2 separate regions of the Mus musculus genome follow, and region 2 is linked to region 1. A link is a contact called in public Hi-C data. All regions are on one chromosome and are shown on one strand. The core of a region is the stretch at or near the end of the contact, and the rest is flanking DNA. Distances in the headings are between cores, read along the strand shown.

Region 1 (5,777 bases), core at 1,594-4,093:
ATCCTCTATTTCATAGCACTCCTGCGTTCGTATCCTGAGTGTTGAGATTATGAGTATGTCACCAAACATGATTCAGAACTCTTCTTTATCATATATAAATCAACTTTAAAACATCTGACAAATATATCTCAGAAGCCAATTAATTAGGAGTGTATACGTTTAGTGACCAGGCAATATTATGAAAGAAACATTTTTGATATCAAAACTTCATCAAGAAGACAGGGATCCTGGATAATATGATGGTAAGCTGATTGTTTGATGTGAACACATACAAAGTAGTACTGTATGCTTCTTGGTTTCCTGACTACAAACTCACAGCAGAATATTCTGTTTGTTACATTAAGTCCACCCGTAAGCAGGGAACGTCCTATTTTACCATAACTGTGTTTTTCCAACACCTGGTACACCACAAACTTCTGTCGTCTTCATTAGGGGTATTCCACCCCCAAGAATGTTATCGAGTGCTGAACAGAAGGTGATTATGAAGCCCTGGGTATGCTCTTGCTCGAGAAGTTCCAGTGCTGTGCACTTCTCGTTTGCCACAGATGTACCGGCACATCTTGGTTTATTTGTGAGACATTCTCTTCTTAGAATTTGTAGAGTTTCCAAGGCTTCCTCTTTAGATATCCCAACTTCTATAAATAAAATAAGAAAAAGAAAACCTGACATTAGAGAATTAAAAGTATAACTCAGAGCCTGGCATGGGGGCCCATGCCTTTAATGCCAGCACTAGGAAATCAGGCAGGCCAGCATGGTCTACAGATCGAGTTCCAGGACAGTCAGGACTACACTGAGAAACCTTTTTCTTTCCTTTTCTCTCTCTCTCTTTTTTAAAAAGATTTATTTTTATTTTATATACGTGAGTACATGTAGCTGTCTTCAGACACACCAGAAGGGGGCATCGGATACCATTACAGATGGTTGTGAGCCACTATGTGGTTGCTGGGAATTGAACGCAGGACCTCGGGAAGAGCAGTCAGTGCTCTTAACCGCTGAGCCATCTCTCCAGCCCCCAAACCTTTTCTTGAAACAAACAAAAGTCTAACACAGAAATGAATTATCCAATTATTTAGTTATTTAGCAGTTGGGGAATCAAAACCAGGGCCTTGGGCATACATAGCTAGTTAGTGCTCTACCCATTCTGCTACTACTCTGTTAGCATCATCGCTGGGATGTAAAATTAGACTAGGGGTATAGCTCTGTGGTAGTGTTTAACATTGGCAAAGCCATGAGTTCAATACACAACACTTAAACAAAAATCAAACCAGATTCCATTCTGTCCTCTTTGATCACCATCAAAGAGATGTGCATAGTATTACTGGCACAGTGGGTGACTACAACGAAGTTTGGATTTGTGAACATTAAGGATGCAGTGGTCCCCACTTTGGTTTTTTTGTTTTGTTTTTTGAGACTGGGTTTCTCTGTGTAGCCCTGGCTGTCCTAGAACTCACTCTGTAGACCAGGCTAGCCTCGAACTCAGAAATTCACCTGCCTCTGCCTCCCAAGTGCTGGGATTAAAGGCGTGCGCCACCACTGCCCGGTTGTGATTCCCACTTATCTGTAACCTAAAGAACTCTGAGAAAAGTCGGGGGCCAGGGCGGGGGGGGGGGGGAGGCAGTATTCCTGTGAATCACGAACGTCTTTCTAGAGCTTTCTCCTGGTCTAAGGGAATGTTCTATTGCTTTTCTCACTGAAATATCTCTAGTCCTTCTCTAATCCTTTATTTTTCAACTTCAATTCCCCCCCCCCGCCCCCCAGGATCTTTGACCAAGGAGAATTACATGGCTTGTGATTGTTTCCCAACCCAGTTTATCATGAAACCTCAAGATGAGAAGTCGGTTCTTTCATCTACAGATTGGACACCCTGGTCCAAGAGGAGCCTTCCTTAAACCATTAAGTGAGGCACTCCTCAAAGCATCCAGCGAGCACGGAGAAAGCAATCAGTAAACGTTGCTCCACACAGTTCCAAGCTCAAGAGAATTTCAGCGGTGTCAAAAGATCGGCTTGGCGGAGGCGGCGGAACGAAGACGGAGGCGGCGCCAAGCGGCCGCGGTGCATCAGCTGGCAGCTGGGAGTCGTTACCTTTGCTGAGCTCGGAGGGCTTCACCTCTAGGACGTCCTCCGCCGTCTGAAACCCCGCAGCCACCAGCTTCCCGCGCACCGCTGGAGACAGCGGATAACCCACCAACTCCCGCTGCATTTTTTTTTTTTTTTTTTTTTTTTTTGAGAGCTCGGCGGCTACGCACGCAGTGACGTAGAGCAAGAGGCGCGAAAGCGCTGGAAACCCAAACCCCGCCCTCCCGCGGGGGAGGGTCAGTGGCGTGACGTCACACGCGCGGCGTAAGGGGCGGGGCTCGCGCGGCCTAGACTCACGAGGCCTTGCTGCTGCTGAGGAAATCCCACACACTGGTTTCATGTAAGGTTGTCTTCTAGTTTCACTCGTCCGAGTCACGTTTCGGATATAGCCTGACAGTGAACACAAAAACAAAAAAAGAGGCCGGAGACGCGGAGACGGTAGCCAGGCCAAGTGAACCCTGTACAGCATATTTCCTCACCATGCTCTGCCCTCTTTCACGGGTTCCTCAAGAATCCATCCTCCTGGATGGAAGTTGTAGTAGACGCAGCAACCAGAAACTGACCAGTTGGCAGTTTCCTGCTGTGAAAAATTCAAAAAACCCTTGTAGGAGGTCTGTTGTGTGTCCCCTGACCCTTGCCAGGCGACCCCTTGCTTTTCCCGCCCTCGCGGGGGATTGTGGGCCAGCCTCCCACTTTGGGGGGCTGCGGTAGGGAGTGGTTGGCGCCCACGCGCGCGTCCACGCACTCGCCCGCTCACGCACGCACGCACAGCTTCCGGTGGGTGACCCCGGGACTCCGGAGCTCCCTCAGAGTGTGGCGGTTTCTGAGCATTCATGTCGGCAGGCCTGCCTAGAGTAAGAAGTAGCTGGAAAAGTAAGCTATCGTGTCCTTGTCGTCTCGTGGTCTAGCCTGGGCCTCTGGTGTCCCGAGGGAGGAGCTGGACCTCTTTAGTAGAGTTGACCGGGGATGTTGACGGAGCGGGAGTGACTGCTTCCACATCAGAACTTTTGGGGAGATTGGCAGTTTGGAAGGTGGCTTTAAAGGCCCAAGAAATACGGAAGATGATATAAAAAAAAAGTGTGTCGTGCCGGGCAGTGGTGGCAGCACGCCTTTAATCCCAGCAGTCGGGAGGCAGAGGCAGGCGGATTTCTGAGTTCGAGGACAGCATGGTCTACAGAGTGAGTTTCAGGACAGCCAGAGCTACAAAACAAAACCAAAAAAAGTGTGTCATACCTACCTCACATTTCAAAAAAAAAAAAAAATCTAGCATTTTTTTTGAAGACAGCATCTAAACTTTCTAAATTATGGGATATAGGAATACGCGACTCTCCCTGCTTTTGCACTACTTATTGACAACAACTTCTTCTTTCTTTTTTTCTTTTCTTTTTGGTTTTTCGATACAGGGTTTCTCTATGTAGCCCTGGCTGTCCTGAAACTCACTCTGTAGATCAGGCTGGCCTCGAACTCAGAAATCTGCCTGCCTCTGCCTCTTGAGTGCTGGGATCAAAGGTGTGCGACACCACACCGGGTTCTTTTCTTTTCTTTTTTTAACTTGTGGGTTTTCAAGACAACCTCTTTGTGTAGGTTTCTTTCGTGGCTCTCCCAAAACTGACTCTGTAGAGCAGGCTCTCCTCGAAGTCACAGAGATTCATCTGCCTCTGCCTCCTGAGTACTGGGATTAGAAAGGCCAGCGACCTCCCCACCCCCACCCCCTACCCCCAAAAAAAGCCGGGCAGTGGTGGTGCACGCCTTTAATCCCAGCCCTTGGGAGGCAGAGGCAGGTGGATTTCTGAGTTTGAGGTCAGCCAGGGCTACACAGAGAAACCCCGTCTGGAACCCCCCACCCCCAAAACAAAAGAAAGGTCAGTGCCACCAATGCTCAGCTAAAGCAACGACTCTTTATTATTACATTTCTTTTGTGTTTGTGTGTGACACACAGGCCACATTACTAGACTGGAGGTGAGAGAAATTGGTTCTCGGCTTCCCCCATGTGGTATTGGGGACAGATGGAATTGAGGCTGTCAGGCTTGGCAACCAGGCCCTTTACCTGCTGTACTACCTTTCCCCTCCCTGCCAGTGATTCTTAGCCTGGACTTTTATTCAGGAATTGAAGCTTTAAATACTCCAAATCAGTCATTCAAGTACTAAGGAAGGTGGCGACATTTTGAACAGTGTAGAGAATGTCACAGCTCTTAAATGTGCATAGACACGTCATTCAAAGTATGAGGATGGAAAAACAGCACCATTTTCTTGAAACATAAACTTAAAAAACTGTTTACTATCTGGAGCAAGCTCCAAATTCCGTGTCTCTCCTTGGAGGAGGAGAATGTATTTATCCCATTTGGTGACTCAAAAAGCTTGGTAGGACTGGACAAAATATGGTTTATGTAAGTACATTGTTTAGCTTACATAGGATTTATATATGAGTATTCGGTTATTATTAGATGTTATTCCCCAGGGAGAATTTGGGCTTAATATTTATAAAGCAGTTGGATTCTTAGGTGAGAAGGTAGTGAGAAAGAGAAAAGGGGCAGGCAGAGGTAGCACACGCCTCTAATCTCAACTGAGTTCGAGGCCACTCAAGACTACACAAGAGAAACTATGTCTCAAAACAAACAAACAAACAAACAAACAAAACAAAAACAGATAATAGGGCTGGAGAGATGGCTCAGTGGTTAAGAGCATCTGCTGCTCTTCCAGAGGACCAGGTTCAATTCCCAGCACCCACATGGCAGCTCAAAACTCTGTAACTCCAGTTCCAGGAGATTGGACGACCTCACACAGACATACATGCAGACAAAGCAACAATACACATAAAATGAAAACTAAATTACTAAGATTTATTTACTTATGAATGTGAGCACACGTCACTCTTCTCAGAGACACTAGAAGAGGGCATCAGCTCCCATCACAGATGGATGTGAACCATCATGTGGCTGCTGGGAATTGAACTCAGGACCTTTGGAAGAGCAGCCAGTGAGCCATCTCTTCAGCTCTGAAAACTAAATTATTAAAAAACAATAATAAAATAAGTAAATAGGAGGAGAAAATGGAAAAAAAAATTCTGTCCACACAAAAACCTGAACATAGTGTTTCTAGATTCTATATTCATAGTTTTTAATTGTAGAAGCAACCAAGATGTCCTTTAGTATGTGAATAAAACTGATCTACCCAGATATTGAAAATATTACTCAAGTAAATGAAATGAGCTTTCAAATCATGACTAGACCACAGGAACGGTAAACACGTACTGCCAAGCGGAGAGAAGGCAATCTGAGAAGGCTGTGCACTGTCTGGGTCCACCAGAGGACACGGCATCAGTAAAACGAGGAGCAGCTCCTAAAGCCGCAGGCAAAAGCGTGGGCGCTTGGTTCTTAGGGGAGTGAGGATACTCTCTGTGGTACTGTTAGTGTGGGTGCATGCCTGTGTGTCTGCCCAAGGCCACAGAATGCACAGCAGAAGTAGAGTCTAATTTAAACTGTGTACTCTGGGTGACTATAATGTGCCCAAGACAAGAACATCTCAGGATATAGATAGATGCACTAACAGAGGAAAGCAGTAGAGCAGTGATTCCAAACATCCAGTATTTGCCGCCTTTGTGTTCCCGAAGCTTTACTCATAAATAACTGGCACAAGGATGCTCATTTAGTAGAATGGTGATTTAATGAAAATAAAAGTTGAAATATAGGAAACAAAACGAA
Region 2 (5,777 bases), core at 1,894-4,393, about 14 Mb after region 1:
ATAAATAGGTTGGGAAAAGAGTTTAAGGGAAAAACAGCTCAGTCCTGGGAGTCAGTCTCTCCCCGTGAGTTCCTAGACAGAAGGACTCAGGTCATTCTTGGACTTTAGGCTATCTCAAAGGCTCGCTAGTGGGGGTCAGGCCATTTTTTCTGAAGCTTCCTGCCTTAAAGACAATGACCGTTGGGTTATAGTCACACATTTGGAAGCTAAGTAATTCTGATTTTTGCCTTCTAGAACACGGGTGTTTCTCTCAGTGGCTCGGTTTCAGACCTGTAGAAAAAGCCAAAGGCCTTTCAGATCCCTCAAAACTGGAGTTACGGGGCTGGAGAGATGGTTCAGCAAGTAAGGGCACTGACTGCTCTTCCAGAGGTCCTGAGTTCAAATCCCAGCAACCACATGGTGGCTCACAACCATCTGTAATGGGATCCGATGCCCTCTTCTGGTGTGTTTGAAGGGAGCGATGGTGATGTACTCATATGCATAAAATAAATAAATAAATCTTAACAAAAGAAAACTGGAGTTACAGGCATTTGTGAGCCACCTTAGTGGGTGCTGGGAATCGAACCCATATCCTACAAGAGCAGCGAGTGCTCTTGAGCCGTCCTCTCTCTGGCCACAGGAATACCTGTTTGCTCTATTTATTATAATATAGTAAACACATTGCATTTATGGGTGTGGGTGTGTACATGTCATGGTGAGCGAAGGTCAGAGGAACAGCCTGCAGGGGTCAGCTCTTTTACACATGGGGGTCTGGGGATCTGAACCCACTTTGACCTACTGATCCGTTTTATTGGCCTGGAAATAATTTATTTTTTGAGGGGAGGTTGGGGTTTGAGACAGGGTTTCTCTGTGTAGCTCTGGCTGTCCTGAAACTCATTCTGTAGTCCAGGCTGGCCTTGACCTAAGAGATCCGCCTGCCTCTTCCTATTATTTTTAAAAAAGATTTATTATCTTTATTTTAGGTGTATGAGTCTTTTGCCTGCATGATGTCTGTGCACCATGTGAATGCAATGCCTATGGAGTCCAGAAAGGGTGTCAGATCTCCTGGAACTGAAGTTACAGTTGTGAGCTGTCATGTGGGTGCTGAAAATTGAACCCAGGTCCTCTGGAAGAGCAGTCAGCACCCCCAAATCACTGAGGCATCTCTTCAGCTCTTCCTTATCTGCTTTTTACATAGTTTGGGGGGGGGGTTTGAACCCAGTGCTCCCTGCATGCTAACCAAGCACTCTACCAAACAAGCTACAACCCCAGTACTCAAAAGAAGATAAAATGTAACACACTGTCCTGTAAGCCTCCCCCAGTTCGTGTGGCCGCGGGTGGCTACAGTGTCCTGTTCATGTTTACTCTTGAGACATACACACAGCAATTCTCAAACAATTCTGAAAGTTGTTACCATGACTACATGTTATGATTCTATAGCGTTTTTGTGTGGTTGTTAATAGGGTCTTTCTTGCTAGGTAGCTCAGGCTGGCCTCAAACTCACCATGTAGTTACTAAGGCTGACTTTCTGTCTCCTGAGAAGTGCTGGGATTTACCAGGCATGATTTACACCTGGGATATTAGTCTTTTCATTTAGCTTTAGCTGTCCCAGAACTCACTATGTTGACCAGGTTAGCCTAGGACTCACAGAGATCTGCCTGCCTCTAGCTCCCAAGTACTGGGATTAAAATCGAGTGCAGCCATGTCCAATTTAGAGTCTTTTCTGATAGAGCTTTAAAAAACAGCTCCCAATCTCTTTGTCCTTTCTTCTTGTTAAGTGTTAAAAGTGCAGCTGGATAGAAATATGAAGTTTTAGTAGCAAGGAGATGTAGAGAAAGAAGGGTCAAGTGGAATTAACTCCTGAAACCTAACTCCATACTGGCAGATAAGCAAGCAGCATCAAGGGCAGACTTTCTCATTCTGTTCACGGAGAAAGGAAGGAAGGAAGGAAGGAAGGAAGGAAGGAAGGAAGGAAGGAAGGAAGGAGTGAGTCCTGGAGAAATGGCTCATGGTTCTGAGCACTGGTCACTCTTCCAGAGGATCTGGGTTCAATTTCCAGCACTCACACCGAAGCTCACAACTATCTGTTACTCCAGTTCCAGGGGATCTGACATCCTTACACAGACATGAATGCAGGCAAAACCATGTATAGGAAATAAAAACAAGTAAGTTATAAGGAAGGGAAGGGCATCAGGAACTCAGATGGCAATGTACTAAATCCTTGGGAACCTGGAAACACGGAACTACTGTGATAGTCCTTTGCCTGCAATTTTGAGAGAGGTTCTCACTGTGTAACTTTGGCTGACTTCAGTCTCAGAGAACAGCTTGTTTCTGCCCTCCGAGTGCTTCAATTAAAGGAGAGCACCAGCCTGCCCAGCTTCCCTGCAACTCGTTATCACTGAAGTGTTCCCAATAATTCAAAGACACAGTAGTGCAACAGAGTCAGCCAACAGTAGCAGAGGGGGCTCATTTTCTGTCTTTTGACTGATGGGAGGGCTACTCACCTTAGAGGAAGTATTTTCTTGTTTTTTACACAGAATACTAAGACATGGGAAACCCTTCATCTTCATTGCAAGGTTCTGCCAAAGGGAAAAGTAAAAGTTGGGACACCTGAATTTATGACCTCAGGTTCACAACACAGCTGACATTTAGAGAAGCAGATTTTAAGAGGACTGAGGGTTTTGGCAACAGGAATGCTTGAGATAAGCTTTGCTGGACCACTCGCAGTTTGGGGGGGTTATAACAGCAACTAATATTTTCAGTGTGCCTACTGTGGCTCAGCCACTTTGCATATCTATTTCATTTAGACCGTATTATCCGAGTTTACAGATAAGCAGCCAGAATCTAGCGTCTGCTGGTGTAAGGTCACTTGAGATCACTTGCCATGAGGTCAGGAACTGAGCTGATCAAGGACAAGCCAACTTGCTTTTCCGAGGCGCTGTTCAGTCGCGCAGGCCACGGTCGCCCTCTGCTGACGGATCACAGAGGCGCGCTGAGATTGATCCTTAAAAAAACCTAAAGGCGGGTGGAGTCTTCCCCCCCGCTAGAGGCCGCCACTGAACGAACAGCGTAACTCAGTGCGTCTGGCCCGTCTGTGGGAACTTCCTGCCAGATCTCGCTGATCCTTACAAAGACGGTTAACTTTACTTGACGTCCCTGTAAACAAAAGAGACGAGCGCCGACCCGGAAGTGGAAGCTGTGGCTTCGCGTTCTGGCCGGCCGGAAGGAGACCAAAGGGAAGTTGTAGCCATGGCTGTAGCCGTGGCCGCCGCCGGGGTCCTAATGGGCTCGGAGCCCGGCCCGGCGGAAGAACTCGCTAAACTTGAGTACCTGTCTTTGGTGTCGAAGGTTTGCACGGAGCTGGACAATCACTTGGGCATCAACGACAAGGATCTGGGTGAGCTGGAGGAAGGTCCCGATGGCTTTTGATTTTGGGGGTGAGGGAGGCAGGAGAGAAGCGGTTGATGGTGTGTGTGTGTGTGTCTGTCTGTCTGTGTCTGTGTGTGTGTCATCGTGACTTGGGCTCCGGGAACCTGTGGCGGTGGCCTCTGCTTGAGAACCATCCGGTCCGAGCTATTAGAAACCATTTCTGTGAGCTGCCGGTGAAGGCTGGGGCAGCAATTTCTGCTCGATTGTTGTTTTTCAGTTCTGGGGGGCGAAATAGCTTTAACAATAGCAGCAGCAGCAGCCCCCGCGAAGATGATGGTTGTAATTACGGCCAGTAATTTTTAGAAGCTCACAAGATATTATGGGTAGCTCTTCATCTACATTATCTTGTTTGGTCTTCGCACAGTCAGGCAGTAGTCAGCATCTACTTCGAGCTTGTGCTTTGAGCCGTGCTCTTAAATTAGTTACATCTTCTTATCTCTCACATACTAGTCATTAGATGTTTAAGGGCAAACTGTGACTAGGGGACCCAGAGAGAAAATAAGAAAGGCTCGGGGCCCAGATCGTAATTATATGCATAGCCGGAGCCCTTGTGAAAATGAGAGGCCGAGTATGTGAATTAGAAGCATGAGGGGAACACTTCCGTTTGATAGGTACAGGGTTGGGTGGTGTTGGGCTTTTTCAGAATGTCCTCAAAAGTAAATGACAGCCAGGCAGGCGCCTAGGATCTCAGGCTTGGGATGTGAGGGCAGAATGATTAGTAATTCCAAAGTCACACGTAGATAATCTGAGGGTAGCTTGGGCATGGTATGTATCAGGGTATGACCCGTCACAAAAAACGACGACAAAGCCGGGCAGTGGTGGCGCACGCCTTTAATCCCAGCACTTGAGAGGCAGAGGCAGGCGGATTCCTGAGTTCTTTTATAATTTAATTATTATCTGAGTCCATTTATAATTCCTTTTTTTTTTTTTAACAGCTGAATTTGTCATCAGTCTTGCTGAGAAAAATACTACCTTTGATACTTTTAAGGCTTCTCTGGTCAAAAATGGTGCAGAATTCACAGTATGTATATCTGAAGATTCTTTGTTTCCTTTTTGTTTCTTTGGTGTTGCTACTGAATTTAAATTTTGATCGCACTAAAGGATTTTTAAGTAGGAAGGAGCGATTTGTGCATATCAAGTAAATAAGCCATCAAATGTGTAAAGTTGCGTTGCTGGCCAGGGAGCCAGATTCCTTCCCCACTGTCCTAGGAGAATGCCGCAGGACTTCCGGCAGTAAGTCTGAGGATGCTGACATTCTTTTGTTGTTGTTGTTGGTTTGTTTGTTTTTAATTTTTTATTAGATATTTTCTTCACTTACATTTTTTAAAGATTTATTTATCTTATTTATGTGAGTACACTGTAGCTGTCTTCAGACACTCACCATAAGAGGGCATCAGATCCCATTACAGATGGTTATGAGCCACCATGTGTTGTTGCTGGGAATTGAACTCGGGACCTCTGGAAGGGCATTTGGTGCTCTTAACCCCTGAGCCATCTCTCCAGCCCCTGATGTTGACATTCTTGTTCTGTGAATCAGGACGTCAGGGACAAGCCGGGCAGTTGTGGCCCACACCTTTAATCCCAGCACTTGGGAGGCAGAGGCAGGCAGATTTCTAAGTTTGAGGCCAGCTTGGTCTACAGAGTGAGTTCCAGGACAGCCAGGGCTACACAAGAGAAATCATGTCTCAAAAAACCAACAAACAAATGAAAAATGACGTCAGGAGCAATAATAGTCTAGGGTTTGGAGACAATTTTAAAAGATGGGAAGAAATGGTCTCTGGGTATCGTCCAAGCCAGTGGTCTGCAGCCTTCTAATGCTGCAACCTTTTAATACAGTTCCTCATGTTGTGGTGCCTCCCAACTATACATTTATGTTTTGTTACTTCCTCATAACTAATTTTGCTACTGTTATGACTCATAATGTAAATATCTGTGTTTTTTGATGGTCTTAGGTGACTCCTAAAAGGGTTGTGACCCACAGGCTGAGAACCTCTGGTCTAACTTAGCTTCCTGCTGTCCCAGGCTGACATTCTGTGCTTTCTTGTCTAGTCAGCACACATTGAGGGCATAAGCACACTTCCCTACAGCATATCCTATTGTAATATTGAGCCAGATCCAGAGGCTGACGTGCTATGTCTGTGCTTCTTTTCTTTGTAGGATTCTCTTATTAGCAACCTCCTGCGTCTCATACAGACCATGCGGCCTCCTGCAAAGCCTTCTACCAGTAAAGGTAAGGAGGGCTCCAGCTGAGCAGAGCCTCCAGAAGGGGCTGGGTGGTGGCATCCCTGTGAACTGCACTTTGCTCTCAGCTGTTGCTAAGCAAGAGAATGCTCTAATCGAATTCTGAGACATTCAAATGAGGGCTGATA

The links. A called contact is a pair of places that touch in the nucleus more often than the background predicts.
Region 2: a contact with region 1 is called in a Hi-C map of B cells, with 6 read pairs. The contact joins the promoter of Dhx8 here to the promoter of Tex14 in region 1. A contact is called at or near these places in 2 of 39 promoter capture datasets (cranial neural crest and maxillary cranial neural crest) and 1 of 484 Hi-C or Micro-C datasets (B cells).

The regions. Positions count from the first base shown.
Region 1 is chr11:87,402,222-87,407,998 of GRCm38.p6, forward strand. It overlaps Tex14 (testis expressed gene 14), which reads left to right and starts at 2,844. Exons shown (of 31, transcript NM_031386.2): 1 at 2,844-2,949. It overlaps Rad51c (RAD51 paralog C), which reads right to left and starts at 2,285. Exons shown (of 9, transcript NM_053269.4): 1 at 2,083-2,285; 2 at 377-635. The coding sequence starts at 2,200.
Region 2 is chr11:101,729,813-101,735,589 of GRCm38.p6, forward strand. Dhx8 (DEAH (Asp-Glu-Ala-His) box polypeptide 8) reads left to right here and starts at 3,144. Exons shown (of 23, transcript NM_144831.2): 1 at 3,144-3,376; 2 at 4,344-4,429; 3 at 5,566-5,638. The coding sequence starts at 3,229.